2 separate regions of the Mus musculus genome follow, and region 1 is linked to region 2. Evidence: chromatin contacts called from public Hi-C data. All regions are on one chromosome and are shown on one strand. The core of a region is the stretch at or near the end of the contact, and the rest is flanking DNA. Distances in the headings are between cores, read along the strand shown. Region 1 has its middle 25 kb from the start of Ugt2b38. Region 2 holds the start of Ugt2a3 (UDP glucuronosyltransferase 2 family, polypeptide A3).

Region 1 (7,015 bases), core at 388-2,887, 60 kb after region 2:
ATACAGAGTTTTATCAGACCTTCAAAAAAGACCTAATACAAATACTCCTTAAATTATTCCCCAATGCCGGACAGTGGTGGCACACACCTTTAATCCCAGCACTTGGGAGGCAGAGGCAGGCAGATTTCTGAGTTCAAGGCCAGTCAGATCTACAGAGTGAGTTCCAGGACAGCCAGGGCTATACAGAGAAATCCTGTCTCAAAAAAACAAACAAACAAACAAAAAAATTATTCCACAAAATAGAATCAAAAGTTACTCTACCCAACTCATTCTGTGAAGCCACAATTATTCTGACATCTAAACGACACAAACACTCAACAAAGAAAGAGAACTTCAGACCAATTTCCCTTATAAATATCAATGTAAAAATACTCAATAAAATTCTCACAAACCAAATCCAAGAATACATCAAAAAGATCATCCATCATGATCAAGTAGGCGTCATCCGAGGGATGCAGCTATGGTTCAATATATGAAAATGCATCAATGTAATCCACTATATAAACAAATTCAAAGAAAAGAAACAAACTAGCATTTCATTAGATGATGAGAAAGCATTTGACAAAACTAAACACCCATTCATGATAAAAAATCTTGAAAAGATCAGGAATTCAAGGCCCATACATAAACATAGTAAAAGCAATATACAGCAAACCAGAAGTCAACATCAAACTAAATGGAGAGAAACTTGAAGCAATCCCACTAAATCAGGGACTAGACAAGGCTGCATACTCTTTTCCTACCTGTTCAATATAGTACTCAAAACCCTAGGCAGAGCAATTAGACAACAAAAGGAGATCAAAGGGATATAAAATGGAAAGAAAGAAGGCAAAATACCTCTATTTGCAGATAATATGATAGTATACTTAAGTGACCTCAAAAATTCCACCAGAGAACTCAACCTGATAAATAGCTTCAGGAAAGTAGCTGGATATAAAATTAACTCAAACAAAGAAGTGTCCTTTCCCTAGTCAAAGGATAAACTGAGTAAGAATGAAATTAGGAAAAAAAACACCCTTCACAATAGTCACAAATAATATAAAATACCTTGGTGTGACTCTAACTAAGCAAGTAAATGATCTATATGACAAGAACTTCAAGACTCTGAAGAAAGAAATCGAAGAAGGTATCAGAAGATGGAAAGATCTCAGATGCTCATGGATTGGCAGGATTAATATAGTAAAAATGTCTATCTTGTGGAAATCAATCTACAGATTCAGTGCACCCCTATCAAAATTACAACTCAATTCTTCATGGAGTCAGAAAGAGCAATTTGCAAATTCATCTGGTATAACAAAAATCCTAGTATATAGAAAACTATTCTCAACAATAAGAGAACTTCTGGTGGATTCACCATCCCTGATCTCAAACTGTAATACAGAGCAATTGCAATAAAACTGCATGGTATTGGTACAGTAGCAGGCGGGTAGATCAGTGCAATAGCATTGAAGACCCAGAAATGAACACACAGATCTATGGTCATCTGATCTTTGAAAAAGGAGTAAAACCATCCAGTGGAAAAAAGACAGCTTTTTCAACAAATGGTGCCGGTTCAACTGCCGGTTAGCATGTGAAAGAACACAAATTGATATACTCTTATCTCCTTGTACAAAGTTCAAGTCTAAGTTAATCAGTGACCTCCTTGTAAAACCACATACACTGAAACTAATAGAAGAGAAAGTGGGAAAAAACATTGAAGACCTAGGCGCAGGGAAAAATTTCCTGATCAGAAAATCAATAGCTTATGCTCTAAGATCAATAATTGACAAATGGGACCTCATAAAAATGCAAAGCTTCTGTAAGGCAAAGGACACTGTCAATAGGGCAAAATGGCAACCAAGAGATTGAGAAAAGATGTTTACCAACCCTACATCTGATAGAAGGCTAATATCCAATATATACAAAGAACTCAAGAAGTGAGACTCCAGAGAACCAAATAACCCTATCAAAAATTGGGTACAGAGCTAAACAAAGAATTTTCCACTGAGGAATACTGAATGGCTGAAAAGCACCTAAAGAAATGTCCAACATCCTTAGTCATCAGGGAAATGCAAACCGGAACAACCCTGAGATTCCACCTCATAGCAGTCAGAATGTCTAAGATCAAAAACTCAGGTGCAGTCAGATGCTGGTGAGGATGTGGAGAAAGAGGAACACTCCTCTATTGTTGGTGGAATTGCAAGCTAGTTCAACCACTCTGGAAATCAGTTTGGTGGTTACTCAGAAAATTGAACATAGTGCTAACTGACGACCCAGCAATACCTCTCCTGGGCATTTCCCCAGAAAATGCTCCAACATGTAATAATGGAACATGCTCCACTATGATGATAGCATCCTCACTTATAATAGCCAGAAGCTGGAAAGATTCCAGTTGTCCCTCAACAAAGGAATGGATATAGATAGTGTGCTTCCTTTACACAATGGAGTACTACTCAGATATTAAAAACAATGAATTTATGAAATTCTTAGGCACATGGATAGAAATATAAAATATCATTCTGAGTGAGGTAACCCAATCACAAAAGAATTCACTTCATATGTACTCACTGGTAAGTGGATATTAGACCAGAAACTTAGAATACCCAAGATACAATTTGCAAAACACAAGAAAATCAAGAAGGAAGTCCAATGCATGGATACTTCATTCCTACTTAGATAAGCGAACAAAATACCCATGGAAGGAGTTACAGAGACAAAGTTTGGAACTGACATGAAAGGATGGATCATCCAGAGACTGCCCCACCCGGGGATCCATCCCATAATCAGCCACCAAATGCAGACTCTATTGCATATGCCAGCAAAATTTAGCTGAAAGGACCCTGATATAATTGTCTCTTGTGAGGCTATGACAGTGCCTGGCAAATTCAGAAGTGGATGCTCATTGTCATCTATTGGATGGAACACCTCCCCAATTGTGGAGCTAGAGAAAAACCCAAGGATCTAAAGGGGTCTGCAAACCTATAGGAGGAGAAACAATATGAATTAACCAGTACCCCCCAGAGCTCGTGTCTCTAGCTGCATATGTAGCAGAAGATGGCCTAGTTGGCCATCATTGGGAAGAGAGGCCCCTTGGTCTTGCAAACTTTATATGCCCCAGTAGAGGGGAACACCAGGGCCAAGAAGTGGGTGTGGGTGGGTAGGGGAGCAGGGCAGGGGGGGGGGTATATGGAACTTTCAGGATAGCATTTGAAATGTAAATGAAGAAAATATCTAATTAAAAAATTGAAAAAAAAAGCTCATCTCAAAAAAAAAATCTTTGTTTAACCCTCAGAGTATACTTTATTTGATTATCTGAATAAAGTTGGGTATTGCTTTTGGCGTTCATCTTCCACTTCCTCTGGAGTGGTGGCAGGGTAGGATTTAAATGCAAATATTAAACCTGCTATGCCAACTTCACCTTAATGGACACACACCCTTTGTAGAGCTATTGTTGTGGACTAATGGTTCAGAACATGCAGGCATCACCCCTACCCTGGGATTCAACTTGCTGTTCCAATGATGACTGTGATCACACCAAGAGAAACTGATATTTCTCTTTGTTTTTGCATTTCTCTTTAGAATTTCATATAACGTGCTTCTTAAAATTCATTCCTTCTTACCATAATCTGTAAATCATCATCTTCCTTACCAACCCAACTAAGTACCCTTCAAAAAAAGAGAAAGAAACCCAACAACTTCAAGACTGATTTGCACATTCCAAATATTCTTGTGTATGCGGTCCTTCAGTAGATAGTAGTTGACTTCGCAGGAGCTGCACCCTTCTCCTCCTATAAGTGAACAGATGTCAAGAGTCCAAGGCTCTGTGTGGTGTGGACCAAGTGCCCCTCTCCTCTCTCCATGCTCAGATTTGGTTTGTTTCCATGTTGCACAGATTTTGTACATGTTGCTTTTCATTTACATGAATTCAAAACTCTATAATTATTAACTCTTCATGAAAAATCAATTTTGCTTTGGGATTCTAAGAATAGTAATACTGATCTGTGTATTTCTACTCAGTAAGGGCAGGAAAATTTGCACATAAAATTTAATTGAGCATTCTCGTTTTTGTAATTATCACTGAGATTTGTTACTTCCTCCATTTCTTAACTTTTTGTCTGCCTCACTCCCTCTGTGTTCTGTTGAAGCATAGATGAGACATTTGATGTGTGCAAATGTATGTTTATGTGTACCAAAGTGAGTTGGTGACATTGAGAAGACTATCTCAGATGTTTAATTGAAATGTATTTCCTGATAGAGACAGAATTTCTTGTTCTCTGTATTTTTTTTTCTCACTGGTGGTCCACAAAGCTTCAGGAATTCTCCTATTTATGCCTTCTCATTATGACAGTATTATTGGGATAGAGACATACAATACCATATCTAAGGTCATGTAGATTAGAAACATTCAAACTGAGCTGCTTATAATGCATTGAAAACATTTTATGCACTGAGCCATCTCTGATGGTTAGATATAATTCATTAAATATAGCAAATATATGTTAAACATGCAGGATATACTTCATTCTATGAGGTTTGCCAGGGAGTTCTGAAATTATTACCTTATTCTGTGCCTTAATGGAACTGATTCAGATACTGATGAGTATACTACTCTCTGCAAAACATTTTTTTACAGTCTATTGAAAACAAATTGAGAATCACAAGTGATATGGCTATTGAAAAAAAAAAACCTCAAAAATCTAAAACACTACTTTGTGACCTATGTTGGTTATGTAGTTCTTATGACAAGTTTCAAAGACTTTACTCTAGAAGTCAGAATTTTCTGCTACAGAAAAAACAGTTCCAACCCCAGGCTGATGATGCTTTACCAGCCCATGGCGCTAATGCTAGAATTCTCAGACCAATCTCATAAAAAGATCATTATCTATATGTCTACAATAAACTTCCTTTGAGACTGATACAATTAAGGATCATTTTAAAAAATTGTAGGTGATTAAGGAGATGGTTTTCAACTAAATAAATATTCTAAAACAATATCTAGAAAACTACTTTTGGTGTTCTGTATGAAGTAATTCATCTGACTCTTTTTCACATCAGAATCTCTTTGACTCATATTTTATTTCTTCCTTGAATGGTAGGATTTTCACTCTGACTGATTAGAAGCAGAGTCCTGTGATTCTTGTTTTCTTTTGCATAATGATGATCATAAGGGCAGTACCCATCTCTACATTTCCTTTAGATATTTCTTCTACAAATACTGACAAGGTAAGTCAGAAAGATAGGTTCATTTTTCTCCTTTTCTTAGTTAGCCAGTTAGTACTCTAGCCTTGGAATTCCTTTCTTTAAACGGTGCTCTCAACTGTACTCTGATAAGATCCACCTCAAAATTAGGATACAGATTTATGCTTCATTTCAAACATTTTCAATACTTGCTTAATGTTCTTCTACTAAAAAAAATTAATATAAATTAACTCTCCCCTGAAAAATCTTACATGTGCAGTGAATTAAATAATCAACAAATGGAGCAAATAACTCTAAAGGATTTTCTATGTCTACACAGCTTTGACAGTGATGTCATCATAATGTCAGCATTTTAAAATTTGTCCACAGAGATCACAACATTGATATCCAAGGTATTCACAGTCAAAAACATCATCTGTAATACTGTACCATCTATGGTGTGTATCTGTTTGTAAACTGGCTAAGGTAAATTAGAGCTTTCCTAAATGTTTACTTTTCACACAGTCATTTCTAGTATTGGTTCTTTCAAGGACTTTCACAGACTCATTATACATCCTCTTGCCATGGGCACTTTACTTCCCCTTTTGTGGAATCTGGACAAGGGCCCATGCAATTGCTTTGGACTTTTCTTATGTCATATTTCTGACCATTGACCCCAGAGAAAATACCATCACACCATGCTCTCCAGAGGTCTGGAGGAAGTCATCCATTTCCTATGAAGAAAGAACTTGATTTGTTGCACAATGACAATATGAGAAAAAAATCACACATGAAAATTTTATGCAAAAGCTAAGAGAATAAGAATTGAAGAGTTCTTAAGAATTTTTAGGATAGCGGTGTTAACATGCACAGAAGACAAAACTGGCAATATTAAACACTTTGGACGTCACAGGAAGCAGTGTAAAGTATACTAACACAAATTCAATAAATGCTCTCAAATTTTTTCTCTGGCTAAATAAAAACTCATGAGTGCAACCACCATGTATGAAATATTTATAAATTTGTAACATCATTACATTTTTCATCCTATAGGATGTATATTTTTCCTTGTTCTTTATTTTTGTTCTATGACGGCTGATTTAACATTATTAGCTAGTGTTTGTTGAAATAATATCTACATTGTAGTAGGTACATATGTTGTAGTTGACCCAAATTTCATAAGACAAGTAATTAAATGTTTTAGTTTTTTTGTAAAACAAATCATATCTGCATGGAAAACATGTACTATATAATAATTTTCTGATAATTATGTATAAGTAGGAGTATTTTCAGAAATAATCTCAACAATTCAATGGTTTGAATAGAAGTTATGTCTATGTTGTTTCTCTGGATATTAAAGAACTAACTCTGATATGGAATAATCACAACTTTTGAATGATTGATAGGTTTTGATGTGTTGAGTTTAATCAACTTAATTTCTCTGACATTTTGTGTATGTTTATATATGTATATGTGTATTTGAGTATCATGCACCTGTGTGTAAGTTTGTGCAGCATATGTGTGTGTGTGTGTGTGTGTGTGTGTGTGTGTGTTTGTGTGTGACTCAGATGTGATGGTGCTATGGAGGTTCCCTGCCTTTGTTTTAGCTCATCCAGGCCAAGGTTAAAAATAAGATATCCTATTCTATTTTTTTTTGAAACCATCTCTTATTGAATATGAATCTCACCATTTAAACAGGTTAGCATCATCAGTACTAACCTGTTTCTGCAACTCAGAACTAAGTCATACATCCTATGCCAGAACACTCAACTTTTTATGTGGGCATTGGGATTCAAACTCACATTCTCATGGCTGCTTGGTAAGGACTTTACCCAGAGGTGAATCACTCTAGTACCCT
Region 2 (7,668 bases), core at 1,269-3,768:
ACAGCATTCCTGTTGAGGATGATGTCAGTCAAAGGCAAATTCAAAGTAAGAAGCTGAGTGGAAGGCACAAGCATGAGTGCATATAACTACAGCCATCTTCCTTTTTTATGAAGATGCCAAAAATACACAACTTCAACAAATGGTGGGAGAACTTGGCATGAGAAGAGTGGAATTAACCTGTATCTGTCACCTTGCACTATCTCCGAATACATCAAAAATCTCAATGTGAAAATTATAACACATGAAACTATGAGAGAAAACAGGCCAAATCCTACAAAGATAAGCACACGAAGTTAAGCACTTCAGTTGACAAATGGGACCTGTAAAACAAAAAGGAGAGGAAGAACTGGAGTGAAGGGGAATCCTAGAATCTTGATTCAGAATAGTTTACAGCTAAATATCAGATAACATATTAATATCGAGAATATAAAAAAATCCATCAAGAAAACAATCAAAGTAAATAAAACTTTGAGTGCTGGACCTGGAATGAGACTTCTCCGAAGTCTCACACAAAACCAACTAAAGAATGTCTTTTAAAGTGTTTAGTATCCTTAGCAATTAAATAAATGAAGCTTACATAAAATGATGGGCAATTCACATTATTTGATTATAGGGAAAATAGTAGCTGTCATACAGGACGATATTTTCTTCTCTCAGTTGTGGCCCTGCTGAGAAGAGATGACAAGGTGTCACTCATGACTAGAGCAGCAGAGGGCCACATTGATTTACCTTGGATCTTTCTGTCCCTTTTATGTCTGATTAGCACTGTAATTTGCTCTGTCACATCACAACCTCACTATTAACACTGTCATATTGAAAAGTTTGTTAGAGTAGTTTATATTTGAGGTAGTAGAATACAGAAATATGGAAAGAGTATCAATCTCTAAATCCTATTTCTCCAGAGATTAAAATACAGTAAAAATGTTCACTTCACAAGCAATTACTTTTTTTTTTAATTTTATTCTGTTTTCTTAGGAATGACTGGTTTTTGCCTTTCAACCTGATATTACTCTGAGACTGACTCTATCAGATTCCATTCAGTTTTATTTATTTTTATCAAGAATCTCAATGATATATTAAACACCAAACAGATAAAATGGTGATTGCATGAAAATATTTAATAGTTCAATTCTTGATTGAAATATATTGCCAAGGTAGTTTAACCACAGTCTTCCATGACTCACCCTTAATTTGTGACGTGTATAAAAATAAAAAGCACCTCAATTAGCAGAAGAATGGTATAAATATAAGACCAATAATCGGTGGTTGCAAATAATTGTGTAATAAAATTCAAAACCATGCATTGCACACTGAATATTTCTCATATAATTAATTTATATTTCATATCATTACGAGCACAAAAGTTTTTTTTTTTTAATTTTTGCAGTAGTGTATTGTTTACCAATAAGAGACCCACAATTTTTTAAAATGTACATTTCACATCCTGGAATTAGTTGTCTCCTTGTATCTAACAAATAAAATCATGTTGCATTCCATTGATATTTATTTGTGGATCACTTCTCTTAGAACTGATAATGAGCTCTTAAATTTTGAAATACTATTAAACAGTTTAATGAGTACAACCACATAGCAAAAGGACTTCATTTTGCCTCTCTGATTCTTTATCTATAAGTGATTTATTACTTTCACATGTAGAGTTTTACACGAAAGTCAAAATTTATAAAATGTATTCTTGTTATTGTTTTTAAACATCTACTAAGCATTAAAATAACATTTAACAACTAGCTTAGTATGAAAACTCTTACCTAGGGTTTCACTGTAAAACTGATCCCAGAATGCAAAGTCATATTGCTGGAGCCAGTACTCAAACAACAGTGAAAACATCATATTTTTCACCCTCTCTGTGAAGGTCATATTGTCTGTCAGCTCACTCATGACAACCGGTACATACGAGAGTGGAATTGGAAGCTGGCCACAGTGTTTCTCCATGTAGTAGCCCATGCTGAACCTCAGTGTGTATACGAAAGGGATCTGAAGCACTTCTGCCACCAACTCTCCACAGGGAACGACAGGGTCTATAACCACTACATCATATTGTGCATCCCGTAGCTTGTCCATGAATTTCTGGTTGTACAATACACTCCTACAAATACTTTCAAAATCTCCAGTTACTTGAAGAAAGAAGTCTTGTAATGTTTTTGCTGCTTCCCACAGTGACAGGTTTGGAATGACATTCACAGCTAGATTTGCAATCTCATTTAAACGATTCTCAGCTGTCTCGATTTCATACAGCAAAGGAATATTCTCAAAGTGCAGTGGAATACGTTTACTCTGATCTATGATGATACTGGGGTATTTCAGGACTGTTACCTCGTGCCCTCTTGCTCCAAGCTCCTCAAGAATAGTCTTTAGATTCAGCCAGTGGCTCATATCACAGGGCCACACGAGGACCTTGCTGCAGAATCCACAGCCGGCCCAGCAAAGCTGCAGCAGAAAAAATGCCGCAACACATTTTTCAGAGACCATATTGTGCCTCCTCAAGTTGTTTCGCAAAGATTGAGGGTTTGTTCAGTTGAGTAATAATTTAGATAAGAAAGAAATTAACTATTAACTTTTAAACTTACAAAGACACGGAGCTCAAGAGAGTTCTATCCAATAAAACACCATAGACTAATATTATATAGATTACAACCATTTCCTTATGAATAGCTGGATATTCTTTTTTATTTTCAATTTTTACTAGATATTTTTTTCATTTACATTTCAAATGCTATTCTGAAAGTCCCCTATACCCTCCCCCCACCCTGCTCCCCTACCGAACCATTCCCACTTCTTGGCCCTGGTGTTACCCTGTACTGGGGCATATAAAGTTTGCAAGACCAAGGGGCCTCGGGTGACTAGGCCATCTTTTGCTACGTATGCAGCTAGAGACACGAGTTCTGGGGCTACTGGTTAGTTCATATTGTTGTTCCACCTATAGGGTTGCAGACCCCTTCAGCTCCTTGGGTACTTTCTCTAGCTCCTCCATGGGGGCCCTGTGTTGCATCCAATAGATGACTCTGAGCATTCACTTCTGTATTTGCCAGGCACTGACATACCCTCACTCGAGACAGCTATATCAGAGTCCTTTCAGCAAAATCTTGCTGGCATATGCAAGAGTGTCTGCGTTTGGTGGCTGATTATGGGATGGATCCCCGGGTAGTGCAGTATCTGGATCGTCCATCCTTTTGTCTCACCTCCAAACTTTTTCTCTGTAACTCCTTCCATGGGTATTTCGTTCCCTATTCTAAGGAAGAATGAAGTATCCACATGTTGGTCTTCCTTCTTCTCGATTTTCTTGCATTTTGCAAATTGTATCTTGGGTATTTTAAGTTTCAAGGCTAATATCCACTTATCAGTGAGTACATATAAAGTGACTTCTTTTGTGATTGGGTTACCTCACTCAGTATGATATCCTCCAGATACATCCATTTGCCTAAGAATTTCAAAGATACATTGTTTTTAATAGCTGAGTAGTAATCCATTGTGTAAATGTACCACATTTTCTGTATCTATTCTTCTGTTGAGGACATCTGGGTTCTTTCCAGCTTCTGGCTATTAAAAATAAGGCTGCTATGAACATAGTAGAGCATGTGTCCATCTTACCAGTTGGAACATCTTCTGGGTATATGCCCAAGAGAGGAATTGCTACTATGTCCAGTTTTTTGAGGAACCACCATACTGATTTCCAGAGTAGTTGTACAAGCTTGCAGTCCTGCTGTGACCAAGTGAGGAGTGTTCCTCTCTCTCCACATCCTTGCCAGCATCTGCTGTCACCTGAATTTTTGATCCTAGCCATTCTGACTGGTGTGAGGTATAATCTCAGGGTTGCTTTGATTTGCATTTCCCTGATGATTAAGGATGTTGAACTTTCTTTTCAGGTGCTTCTCAGTCATTCGGTATTCCTCAGTTGAGAATTCTTTGTTTAGCTCTGTACCCCATTTTTTAATGGGGTTATTTGAATTTCTGGAGTCAAGCTTCTTGAGCTCTTTGTACATGGTGAATATTAGTACCTTTCAGCTTTAGGATTGGTTCCTAAAATTCCTTTCCAGTCTGTTGGTGGCCTTTTTGTCTTATTGACAGTGTCTTTTGCCTTACAGAAGCTTTGCAATTTTATGAGGTCCCATTTGTCGATTCTTGATCTTACAGAACATGCCACTGCTGTTCTGTTTAGCAATTTTTCCCCTGTGCCCATATCTTCGAGACATTTCCCTACTCTCTCCTCTATAAAATTAAGTTTCTCTGGTTTTATGAGTAGTTCCTTGATCCACTTAAACTTGAGCTTTGTACAAGGAGATAAGAATGGATCAATTCACATTCTTCTACATGATAGTCACCAGTTGTGTCAAAATCATTTGTTGAAAATACTTTCTTTTTTCCACTGGATGGTTTTAGCTCCCTTGTCAAAGATCAAGTCACTATAGGTGCAAGGGTTCATTTCTGGGTCTTCAATTCTATTCCATTGATCTACCTGTCTGTCGCTATACCAGTACCATGCAGTTTTTTATCATAATTGCTCTGTAGTACAGCTTGAGGTCAGGCATGGTGTTTCCCTGAGATGTTCTTTTATTGTTGAAAAGAGTTTTTGCTATCCTTGGTTTTTTTTTTTTTTTTTTTTTTTTGTTATTCCAGATAAATTTGCAAATTACCCTTTCTAACTCTGTGAAGAATTGAGTTGGAATTTAGATGGGGATTGCATTGAATCTGTAGTGGATATTCTTGTTTAACCTTTTTACCTTAAGCTCATTAAAAACTGTGACAAAATGTGATATTTTAAAATTAAGTATGGAATGATAGGAGATATACCAGCTGAGTTTCAGGAAGGAAACTAGATAGAGATTACTAAAGAAAATGAATAGAAGAACATACAGTAACGAGAAACGATGTTAGAATTATGAACAATTGAGTTGAAAGTTCTCAGTTCACTGTAAAAATCACAGAATATGCAAAAAGAAACTAACCCCAAACAGGAGGCTCTGAACAATATTGAACTCTATGCTATGAGTGAGTTTATTTTAAATCTCTATGAAAATGTGTCAGAAGAATATAATCTTGGTCTGTGAATGGAACATAGCATTAGAATTCTTATGATTGATGCAAAGTGAATTAATTGACATTGTTTTAAAGAAAAAAAAAGTGGTACAGAAATTGTGGAAACTACCATCCAATGTCTAGCCTAGTATGAGACCCATGCAATGATAGGGACTCCGTTCTTCACAGTGCCTAGAGGGCCAGGAACCAGAGGCAGGAGTGTCTAGAGACCAAGGATAGAATCAAACACCACTGGCAGAAAAAAAAAGACATCAAGGAAATGATTGATAGTGATATTCTGCTATATTTATTGATTTTTGCCTAGCTCAACTGTCATCAGAGAGCCTTCACCCAGCAATAGATGGAAACAGATGCAGATATGCACAGCCAAACACTAGGGGGAAGCTTAGGGAATCCTGAGGAAGGGGGTCAGAAAGCATTGTAGGAGCCAGAGGTCAAGGACACCAGAAGAAAACACATAGAGGGGGCTCTAGAGTACTCTCCACACTGCAGGACATTGAGATAGCCTCTGGATCACGGGTGAGTGCAACACACCATCAGCTCCAAAGAATCACAGAGGGTCTAGTGCCAGCAGGAACAGGGACAAAGGAACCCTGCCCGACCAGAGACTGGGATTCTTTCCATTCAGGGCCAGACATGCCATCTTCTGCTTGAACCCAGCCTAGGGTGTCTAGGATCTCAGAGGACTCTCCACGCTGCAGGAACCCTAGCACACCCAAGACCACTGCAGAGCATGCGAGTGACAGAAGCAATAGAGCTTCTTGGGCAGGGTCCTCTTAGACCTTCATCCTCAGCCAGGAGGTGAAGCTGAGACCCAGACCCCTGAGCAACTTCCTTGCCAGAGGAGAGGCGGCCTACAGGGAACGCTCTGACCCCAGGACTCAGGAGGTGGATCAGAGCTCCAGACTTCTGGGCACCTATCCTGGAAGAGCAGAGCTTGCCTGCAGAGAGTGCCCTGACCACTGGGACTCAGGTGAAAGTTGGACTCCGAGGAGTGCTGACACAGGCTAACAGAATCACAGGAGGATCCAGCTCCAGCCAGAGACAGCTTGAACATTAACACCAGAGATTACCAAATGGCAAAAAATAAACGTAAGAATCTTACTAACAGAAAACAAGAACACTGGGTAGAACCCAGTATGCCCACCACAGCTAGTCCAGCAGGATATCAATTTTTACTTTATTAATCCTGCCGATCCATGAGCATGGGAGATCTTCTGAGATCTTCTGTAATTTCTTTCTTCAGAGCCTTGAAGTTCTTATCATACAGATCTTTAACTTCCTTAGTTAGAGTCACACCAAGGTATTTTATATTATTTGTGACTATTGTGAAGGTGTTGTTTCCCTAATTTCTTTCTCATCCTGTTTATCCTTTGTGTAGAGAAAGGCCATTGATTTTTGAGTTAATTTTTTATACAGCTACTGGACTGAAGCTGTTTATCAGGTTTAGGAGTTCTCTGGTGGAATTTTTGAGGTCACTTATATATACTAGCATATCGTCTGCAAATAGTGATATTTTGACTTCTTCCTTTCCAATTTCTTTCCCCTTGATCTCTTTTTGTGGTCTAATTGCTCTGGCTAGAACGTAAAGTACTATATTGAATCGTATGGAGAAAGTGGGCAGCCTCGTCTAGTCCCTGATTTTAGTGGGATTGCTTTGAAATTCTCCCCATTTAATTTGATGTTGGCTACTGGTTTACTGTATATGGCTTTTATTACGTTTAGGTGTGGGCCTTGAATTCCTGATCTTTCCAAGACTTTTATCATGAAGGGGTTGTAAATTTTGTCAAACGCTGTCTCAGCATCTAATGAGATGATCACGTGGTTTTTGTATTTTAGTTTGTTTATATAGTGGATTACATTGACGGATTTCTATATATTAAACCATCTCTGCATTCCTGGAATGAAGCCTACTTGGTAATAATGGATGATCCTTTTGAGGTGTTCTTGGATTTCTTTTGTGAGGATTTTATTGAGTATTTTTGCATCGATATTCATAAGGGAAATTGGTCTGAAGTTCTCTTTCTTTGTTGGATCTTTGTGTGGTTTAGGTATCAGCGTAACTGATTTCATAGAATGAATTTGGTAGAGCACCTTCTGTTTCTATTTTGTGGAATAGTTTGAGAAGTGTTGGAATTAGGTCTTTTTTGAAGGTCTGATAGAACTCTTCACTAAACCCATCTGGTCCTGGCCTTTTGTTGTTGTTGTTGTTGTTGGGAGACTATTGATGACTGCTTCTATATCTTTAGGAGAAACGACACTGTTTAGACTGTTAATCTGATCCTGATTTAACTTTGGTATCTGGTGTCTGTCTAGGAAGTTGTCCATTTCATCCAGGTTTTCTAGTTTTGTTGAGTATAGACCTATGTAGTAGGATCTGATGATATTTTGGATTTCCTCAGGTTCTATTTCCTCAGGTCTTCTATTTCATTTTTGATTTTGTTAATTAGGATACTGTCCCTGTGCCCTCTAGTGAGTCTGGCTTAGGTTTTATCTATCTTGTTGATTTTCTCAAAGATCCAGCTCCTCATTTGGTTGATTCTTTGAATAGTTCTTTTTGTTTCCACTTGTTAGATTTCGGCCCTTAGTTTGATTATTTCCTGCCATCTACTACTC

What was found. A called contact is a pair of places that touch in the nucleus more often than the background predicts.
Region 1: a contact with region 2 is called in a Hi-C map of liver, with 2.0 times the contacts expected there. The contact joins the enhancer-like site here to the promoter of Ugt2a3 in region 2. A contact is called at or near these places in 1 of 39 promoter capture datasets (liver), 5 of 484 Hi-C or Micro-C datasets (the AML12 cell line, liver, nephron progenitors and 1 more) and 2 of 115 datasets of contacts at active chromatin or transcription factors (intestinal crypt epithelium and intestinal villus epithelium).

Annotation. Positions count from the first base shown.
Region 1 is chr5:87,395,559-87,402,573 of GRCm38.p6, forward strand. No RefSeq gene overlaps it. Among named protein-coding and RNA genes, the nearest start is that of Ugt2b38, 25 kb to the right of the region's middle. Within about 2 kb of position 1,638, at least 5 of the 459 cell types and tissues checked have an H3K27ac peak or open chromatin away from gene starts, as enhancers often do. A contact at or near this core is called in intestinal villus epithelium and liver, where this site is marked.
Region 2 is chr5:87,334,677-87,342,344 of GRCm38.p6, forward strand. Ugt2a3 (UDP glucuronosyltransferase 2 family, polypeptide A3) reads right to left here and starts at 2,519. Exons shown (of 6, transcript NM_028094.3): 1 at 1,767-2,519. The coding sequence starts at 2,487.